Regions from separate parts of the Mus musculus genome. Here region 2 is linked to region 1. The links are chromatin contacts, called in public Hi-C maps. All regions are on one chromosome and are shown on one strand. Each heading gives the region's core, a stretch centred on a gene start, on an enhancer-like site or on the middle of the called end of the contact. The rest is flanking DNA. Distances are from core to core; before and after follow the strand shown.

What was found. A called contact is a pair of places that touch in the nucleus more often than the background predicts.
Region 2: a contact with region 1 is called in a Hi-C map of erythroid progenitors, with 7 times the contacts expected there. The contact joins two enhancer-like sites. A contact is called at or near these places in 3 of 484 Hi-C or Micro-C datasets (embryonic stem cells, erythroblasts and erythroid progenitors), 1 of 115 datasets of contacts at active chromatin or transcription factors (fetal liver) and 1 of 9 other capture datasets (embryonic stem cells).

What each region holds. Positions count from the first base shown.
Region 1 is chr10:41,005,104-41,009,715 of GRCm38.p6, reverse strand. No RefSeq gene overlaps it. Among named protein-coding and RNA genes, the nearest start is that of Gm48057, 28 kb to the left of the region's middle. Within about 2 kb of position 2,830, at least 28 of the 459 cell types and tissues checked have an H3K27ac peak or open chromatin away from gene starts, as enhancers often do. A contact at or near this core is called in erythroblasts, erythroid progenitors and fetal liver, where this site is marked.
Region 2 is chr10:41,193,894-41,198,505 of GRCm38.p6, reverse strand. The region is part of intron 22 of Fig4 (FIG4 phosphoinositide 5-phosphatase); the gene reads left to right. Among named protein-coding and RNA genes, the nearest start is that of Gm25526, 20 kb to the left of the region's middle. Within about 2 kb of position 1,930, at least 12 of the 459 cell types and tissues checked have an H3K27ac peak or open chromatin away from gene starts, as enhancers often do. A contact at or near this core is called in erythroblasts, erythroid progenitors and fetal liver, where this site is marked.

The sequences.
Region 1 (4,612 bases), core at 1,581-4,080:
TGGGGAATATTTAATTTGGGTGTCAAGGGACATCTTATGCAGCCTGTAATTTACATTAATACATGTTTAGATCATCACTAGCTGTCCTAAGGACTGGTTTTAGAAGATCTCTTATTACCCTCTAGACATTCTTATCTAGTGAGTGTCCAAGGTTGGGGACTATGCAGCATTGTGAACATGTTCAGGAAGTGTGAGGTTAGTGAGGAAGACCCCTGGTTTGGAATCCATGATGCCAGAAGCAAGTCTACAAGAAATTCACTGAGTTCTTACAGCTCACATCTGAGAAGAAACTTGTTATCAAGTTCAATCATAAAGTCATAGAACTAAAAGAAAATGACATTTTAATTTAGCCAGGTTCAAGGGTAAATTAATTTTGCTTCTCCCTTTCTCCATAAAATTCATGGTAAAGCCACTGCTACATGATGAGGTGGATGAAGAACGAAAGCAGAAAAAAGAGGTAAGAAACAAAGAATTGATGGAACTGGGGAGCCGTTTGTACCTGTGACAGTTCTGGTTATCTGTGGCTTCCTTAGAAATCCTGAATGAGGACCCCAAAGCTATATGAGCTTCAGGATTCACACAATTTATATCCAAGCCTAGCAGGAAGTTACTAAAGTGGCCATGGAAACCCATCAGAAAGAAGTCAACCGCCTAATGACAGCTGTGACTGCTACCTTCTCAACATCAGCTTTCTCGTGAGAAGGGCAAGTCAGCATAGACAGGTCTTAGGCTAATCAATAACATAACACCATGGCCAAAGATAGCATTCTCACACAATGCTCACTAATTTGTACGGGTGGTAGTTGGGACCTTAAAAGAGGGTACCACTTAGCATCATGTGAATTTTTTCCTTAGTACTGGCATGGGGAGAGTGCATGAAGATGGACACCCATGGAAATAATGTATTCCCATGGAAACAAAGAATTTGTTCCTTTCCAAGGACTTAAGGGAGCACAAAGACTTCATCTGCCCTCAGTTTCTGGAACCGTCTTTGGAAGGAATCATCCTATGCACTTATCTGAGCCTCGAGGGTCGCCTGAGTCTACTACTCCAAAAGGACATTTTCCCTTGACTTTTATTTTCTTCCTTTTGTTCCAAGGTATTTTGTAGGCATGGAATTAAAACTCTACAAAAAATTATCAAATTACTAGCAATATATTTCAGGGGGTTGGGAAGGTGGCTGGAAGCATGCACAGATAAAGAGGGTCTGGGAGTACAGCAGTTTTCTTGGTCCTGTTCTGTGGCAACAGGACCGAGCGTGGTGGATGAGAGGCAACATAGTCATGTGACAAATCCCAGGCGCTCCAACTCCAGAGACCAGCAACAGGAAATCAGAGTTTATTGCCCAACCCATGAGCTTATATACAGTGTTTGATCCAACCCCAAGCACCTAAATCCTTGGCCAATTGTGTCTTGCCACACCGTCATGGTGCTCCAATGAAAGCCCTGCTTGATGAAGTAACTCAGAGTGTTTGGGAAAGTATCTTACCTGTGAGGACTTCCGTGAAGACCGGAAGCAGCTCCTGGCCTAAGTCTCAGACCCCTGGGACAAATGGCTGGGATGCCTATTTAATGTATGCAGACACTGGCCAGCTCTCCCAGGTCCCTCAGTACTTGTGGCCCCTCCCAGCCCTCCAAGCATCCCTTAGTGCCTGTGGCTCCTCCCTCTCTTTCCTCTCATAGTCCCAGTTTAGTTGGCCCTCCACAGTCAGCCTAGACTCTTCCCTCTACCTGCCCTTACTTACATCTATGCTAAAAATCGAACCCATACTTTAGTCACAACCTCCTCCTCTTGTCTCTCCTTTTCACTCAGCCATTAAAGTGCTTGCCTAACATGCACAGGATCCTGGAATTCAACACCCAGCACCTCGGAGACATTAATTCAAAAGGTCTTGAGGGGGACACTGAAAATCTCCATTTCAAGAATTCTCCACGAAACCGCTGGAGGAGGCCTAATGATTTCACTTGGATAATCATGACGCCGATGTTAACTCCCTACTTGTAGGGTTCACTGTGAGTCTTACGTTCACAGCAATGCTTGGAATGGTGCTTAACACAGTGCAAAGTGGGATGTGGGTGAAGCTCACCCTTAGCCTTCCTCTTTCTTCCCGGGCTGTTTTTATGAATGTAGCATGAAGCAGACTGATGTACAGCCCCACTACTTCCCCTCCCCCACTGACCCATCCCCATCCCCAGCTGCTCAGAACAGAACGGGGGAGAGTGGTGAGATCAGGGCCTTGACCAAACCTGGTGTGTAGCTTCCTGGACTGTGCCAGAGCTTCTGACATCTGTCAAGTGACCACCATGACTATTTGACTATAGCACTTTACCATAGGATGGCTCTGGGAGAGGTAGCCTCGGAAGCAGGGTACAACACGTATCCTAAAGTCTTGATAGCATAGATTCCTTCAAAAAATTGAAAACTAAATGCCAGTTGGCCCCTCCTAAACATGGACAGAAGAGAGAGACTCTGGTTCCCACATCTAGTGGGGGACGTGGGTTGGGCCGGAAGTCGCTGCCCACCAGCCTGCCCACCTTCTCATATTCCCTGTACCATTTAATTGCCACAGCAGTCTTGGGCTATCACCATAAGGACAGGTGTGATAATTTAAATCTCAGAGAGGATACATGAACAGTATGGTTGTGGAGGTAGAAACACGGCAACCAGGTCCAGCCTCGAACCACTGTCTTGATGATACTTAGCCAGAATCATAGATGTTCCTTACCACGAACTGCCTGGGATTCTCTGAGAGCTACCCTTCCTACCTCAGCTATTCACATTACCCTTGCTCCCCACGCCCGTTATCAGACTCACAGACTCTGCCAGATGGTGCCCCACCCAGAGTATGCAACGCCATGTGCCACGCCTGTCATTTCCTGGCACTTCTATCCACACCTCCCATTCTCTGACCTTCGGACTCAGAACTCAAACTGAATGGCACTGGTCGCTTGCATCCCTCTGTTCCCAGCTTGCAGACAGCGCACCTTGGGCCCTTTTCATCTCCATGATCATGTGATCCAGTCCCTTATCCTGTTTCTGGGCTAGAACAGCAGCCTCAAGCAGAGCTTGAGAGTTCGATAGATCCGGGTTCAAATCCCACTCCACTTGGATTTCCAGTAGTCAGTATTCCTCTTTGAAGCCACTGCCCAGACCTTCCCAAAGAATAGAGTTCTCATGCATGCACCATGGAAATGCAGAGGGACACAATGGCAGGACTCCAAGTTCTAGGTTCAAATCCCAAGTCTGTATAACCACTGACTGACTATGCACAAGCTACTTCACCTTTCTGTGTTTTTTTTTTAACATGTAAATGGAGATACTGATACCCTTGAGTGTGTGATGAAATTAAGAGAGACTGGAGTCACCCATGAAGACTTCAGAGCACACCCAGTATCCTAAGACATCAAATTCTGACACAGGCTGAAGCACATGCTGAGAGGTCACAGAATACCGGTTGCTACTGCTTGTTGCCATTTTCATGAGAGGCACACATTAAAATGAATGATTAAGGGCCTAAGCCACATCCTGTGAATCAGAAAACAACACAAAAAACCATAAGCATAAATCAGATACCAGTGTGGGACATTTTACCCCAGGCTGGGCACTGTGTGACATCGTTGCCCATCCGTGTCCAACAGAGAAGTCTGCTTCGCGGCCTGCACCTTTGTCAGCATCCCACCAGCTTGTCATAGACGGTCTCAGTACTGCTTGCATTAAATGATATCCTAGGCTTTCGCTCCTCATTGGCCTCCCCACGTGAGTGTACACGCCAGGCAGCCCATGTTCACAAGATAGGTCAGGGCACCCAGGTTCATTCACAAGTACTGGTGAGACAGAATGTAAGATTAGCATTGCAAAGGACCAAGTGTAACCTGTAAACAACGGTGAATTCTGAGTAACTCCTCAACATAGCTATGAACCATGCCAGGAGATCACAGCTCAGCTGCAACAAGATTGTCACACGGAAGCTGACCAAATACCACACTCCTCCTCCTCCTCCTCCTCCTCAAACAGACAACACAGCTCTCTCTAGCAAAGATGTCTATTTTTTTTTCTTTTTTAAAACAGGGTTTCTCTGTATAGCCTTGGCTGTCCTGGAACTCACTCTGTAGACCAGGCTGGCCTTGAACTCAGAAATCTGCCTGCCTCTGCCTCCCAAGTGCTGGGATTAAAGGCGTGCGCCACCACACCCAGCAAGGGTGTCTATTTTTTGACACTGCAATATGACACTGTCTTCTACAAGTGTGTTGGGCCTCACTGTAGCTGACCTCCTTCTCTGAAGCTGTCACATGGATACAATCATAGTGTCCACCTCCTTGGTGATGGTACGGAATAGATGAAACCACTCTTACAAAAAGCTTCCAGTGTGTGGCTGGAGAGATGGTTCAGCAGTTAAGAGTACTGGCTGCCCTTCCAGAGGTCCTGAGTTCAAATCCTAGCAACCACATAGTGGCTCACGACCATCTGACCATCTGCAATATGACACTGTCTACACTGTCTTCTGGTGTGTCTGAAGATAGTGACTATGTATTTATACACATATAATAAATAAACAAACAAACAAATCTTTTAAAAAATAATAACTAAAACTTCCAACGGAGCCTGGCACAC
Region 2 (4,612 bases), core at 681-3,180, 190 kb before region 1:
TTGGTGGTTTTGTTTTGTTTTAATCTGGCACCCAGTGCTACCACTATGATAAGAGATTGTCTGTCTGTGCTGGTCTTTAACTTCACTCGGTCTCTGTCCAACAGCCTCTGAGTGGTATGGATTTTGTTTTCTTTCCCACCTCAGAAATGCATATGTCCCTTGAGAAGTAAATTAAATAAATAAATAAATAAATAAATAAATAATCTCATTAGAAAATCAGAGCTGAATCTGTTATTGCTGCTCATGTCTTTATAATTAAGCATTAAACTGTGCCCTCCGATGTAGGGCTAGTGGTATTTTGTCATTTAAAAGAAACCTCATGTTCTATGCTCCCAACACGTGGGACACAGAGGGAGTAGGATCAGAAGTTTGCTAGTCTGTTTGAGTCAGACACGATGGTATGCCCCCGCAACTCCTGCATTCAGACATCTGAGGCTAGCCTGGGCTACATAATAAGATTGGCCAGCCTGCTGCCACAAGATATGAGTGTCTAGGGGACACCCAGAGGCCCGCCCACAGTGTGTGTGAGCAGAAGACACCCAGGTTTCCGTCAGCTGTGTGTCCTGCCCACAGCAGAAGCCATCAAGGTGTGCAAGTGTGTGGTGGACAGAGGGGAGAGAAAGATGAGTGGGGTGGTTTGAGCTCTATGAAGAGGAGTGGAACTGGGAGGGGAGGGTGGAGAGAGTTGTGAGTAGCCTGGGCTGACACCTGAGGCCACGGTGAAGTCTCTGCCTGTAGTGCCGCTATGGGCCATGTCCATGGCTCAGATTACCAACTAAAGACCCTATGAAAGTCCCTGGTCTGAGTTGGCCATGGTCTGGGACCAGGTTGATGTCCAAGGGCTAGGAAGAGCTGGCTCTGTCCCTCACTGGCTCTGGCACTTGGGAGAGCAGGGCCCTGCACCTCACTTGGCACAGTAGAGCTGGCCCTGGTGGTGGGAGCATGGGTGAGCATGGGAGAGCTGTCCCTGCCACATAAGGTGGCATGGATGTGGTTGAGCTACCCCTGAGGGTATGAAAGCAGGAGAGCTGGCCCTGCCCCCTGCCGGCTACAGTCTTAGGTGAGCCAGCCAGGCAGTACAGGAAAGTTCACCCTGGTGGTGTGGGCGCAGGACAGCTGGTGGGCTGACCACTCAGGCCCAGATCCCCATCCTGGAGTTGACCCACACCAACATGTACTCCATCTATGCACTGCTGGAGCGAGTGAAAGAGCTGGTCCTGATAGTGTAGCAGAAGCCAGAGGCCTCGAACCAGACCAATGACTCATTGCAATGAATGTTTGCAATTAAAGACGTGTGGACAGAAGCGTATACTGTGGAACACATGCGACACACTACAACTCCCTGGACGAGATGGTTTTTATGTTTTGTTTATTTTTTTTTCTTTTGTGGGGAGGTTGCAAGGGTGGATAAGGAGGAAGGGAGAGGTGAGTGGGATTCGGCTACACAATGTGAAACTGAAGCAATAAAAAGTTAAAAGAAAAAACTGTTTAAGTAGTTAGAGTATGGCTGAGCGGTAGTATGTTTGCCTAAGGTGTCCAGAGTCCTTGGTTTGATTCCCATCACTGTAAGAATTCAAGCAAGCTCATATTTAGCATTCTACATGTCTCATCTATATAACTGATGGTGGCCATGATAGACCAGAAGCTGGCAAGCGTTCCTAGATGTTAGAATCGTCCCGCGGGCTCAGCAGCTGCCCTCTCGGTCAGGTGTTCTGACTTAGTCTGCGGTAGGAGCCGGGAGTCTTCGGGCCACACAGAACTCCAGCTTAGGTCTATGAGGGGCTCCCTGTGACTGGATCAGGAAACAGTGGTTCTTTGTGAATCCATTTCTTCCTGCCCCCTGTTACCCCAGCAGTCCTGGGGATATCTTGAGCTTTATTCTGACTCAGATGCAGCAGGAACTATCTCAACATCACAGATGTATTGTTCAATGTAGCACTGGGATCACGGGAGGACCTGCCTGCTGCTTGATAAAGCCATGCCAGCTAGGGTTGGCATGTCCTGTCCGTAGAGTTTGTCATTATTTCTGTGAGTCTGCTTTCAGTGGATCAGGTTCTGAGAAGCAGAGGGAGGACTCCCAGTTTATTTCTTGATAAGAAGTCCAAGTTGTTGGGTGGAGTGCATGGCCCTGTTTGTGTTGCCCTGGCCCTACCACCCCTGGGACGGCAGGGTCTCTTCCCCTGCTGGTCTAAGGCTTTAGTTCCCAGACGGTGTCTTTGAGCAGCCATTGGATATCTGCTTATTCTTGCCAGGAATGTTATGCACATGCGGTTCTATGCAGAGGTCAAGGGTCAAAGAGAGAGCAGGGACCATCAGTTCAGCTTTACAAATAGCTAGCGCATCTGACCGCTAGAGCAGGTAAAACTGGGCTTCCCTCCTCCAAAGCGGATGTGAAAGCTAAATATCAGGATGGATGTGTAAGGGCTCCGAGAGGAGCAGACGCTGGACTAATGTAGGCCGTGTGCTGCCGGTGGAGGCCAAGAGCTGCTTTGGTAGCTGACTTGATGGCTATCTCTGAAGACTAACGGAGCCACTTTATAGAAGGGCCTGCTTAAAATAGTTTGGCACTGAATACAACCAGCCATTAAAGAATCCTTACTGCTCATCTTGAATTAAATTAACTGTAGAGTTTCAGTATTGTTCTGAGGCAAAATTATGAATAGATTTGTGTATTATCTCAACCACCCACCATAATAATGTGTTAAGCACAGACATTCAGTAGCCCTGTATCTGTCCTGTGAAACACAGTCCTGCCAGCTGGCATACAATGAGATTTAGCTGTCTCCAAATTCCTTTAACTTGGCTCTTCTTCCTTCTTCCCCTCCTGCCTTTCATTCCTCCCTTACCCCCTCATTCTCTCTCTGTTTGTGTGTGTGTGTGAGAGAGAGAGAGAGAGAGAGAGAGGAAGAGACAGAGAGACAGAGACAGAGACAGAGAGACAGAGACAGAGAGACAGAGACAGATGTTTGTACAGGTTTGCACATGTGTGTAAGGCCAGAGGTTGGCATCGAGAGCCTTCTTCAGTTGCTCTGCACCTTGCTTTTCCTAGGGCTCACCCATTGACTGGCAGGTTAGCTCCAGGGATCTGCCTATCTCTGATCGAAACCACTGTCTCAACACTGGCTATGTACCAGGCTGGGGTTACGCATCACCACATCCAGCTTTAACTGAGGCTTTAAACTCAAGCCGCCATCCTAGTGTGGCAAGCATTTCATTGACTGAGCCATCTCCCCAGCACTTCACTGACTGAGCCATCTCCCCAGCACTTCACTGACTGAGCCATCTCCTCACACTTCACTGATGAACCATCTCCCCACACTTCACTGACTGAGCCATATCCTCACACTTCACTGACTGAGCCATCTCACACTTCATTGACTGAGCCATCTCCCCACACTTCACTGACTGAGCCATCTCCTCACACTTCACTGATGAACCATCTCCCCACACTTCACTGACTGAGCCATATCCTCACACTTCACTGACTGAGCCATCTCCCCAGCACTTCATTGACTGAGCCATCTCCCCACACTTCATTGACTGAGCCTTCTTCCCACACTTCACTGAGCCATCTCCTCACACTTCACGGACTGAGCCATCTCCCCAGCACTTCATTGACTGAGCCATCTCCCCACACTTCATTGACTGAGCCTTCTTCCCACACTTCACTGAGCCATCTCCTCACACTTCACTGACTGAGCCATCTCTCACACTTCACTGACTGAGCCATCTCCCCAGCACTTCATTGACTGAGCCATCTCCTCACACTTCACTGACTGAGTCATCTCCCCAGCACTTCACGGACAGAGCCATCTCCCACACTTCACTGACTGAGCCATCTCCCCACACTTCACTGGCTGAGCCATCTCCTCACACTTCACTGACTGAGCCATCTCCCCACACTTCACTGACTGAGCCTTCTTCCCACACTTCACTGAGCCATCTCCTCACACTTCACGGACTGAGCCATCTCCTCAGCACTTCATTGACTGAGCCATCTCCCACACTTCACTGACTGAGCCATCTCCCACACTTCACTGACTGAGCCATCTCCCCACACTTCACTGACTGAGCCATCTCCCCAGCACTTCACTGACTGAGCCATCTCCCCACACTTCACTGAGCCATCTCCTCACACTTCACTGACTGAGCCATCTCCTCACACTTCACGGACTGAGCCATCTCCCCAGCACTTCACTGACTGAGCCATCTCCCCACACTTCACTGACTGAGCCTTCTTCCCACACTTCACTGAGCCATCTCCTCACACTTCACGGACTGAGCCATCTCCCCAGCACTTCATTGACTGAGCCATCTCCCCACACTTCATTGACTGAGCCTTCTTCCCACACTTCACTGAGCCATCTCCTCACACTTCACGGACTGAGCCATCTCCCCAGCACTTCACTGACTGAGCCATCTCCCCAGCACTTCACTGACTGAGCCATCTCCTCACACTTCACTGACTGAGCCATCTCTCACACTTCACTGACTGAGCCATCTCCCCAGCACTTCATTGACTGAGCCATCTACTCACACTTCACTGACTGAGCCATCTCCCACACTTCACTGACTGAGCCATCTCCCCACACTTCACTGGCTGAGCCATCTC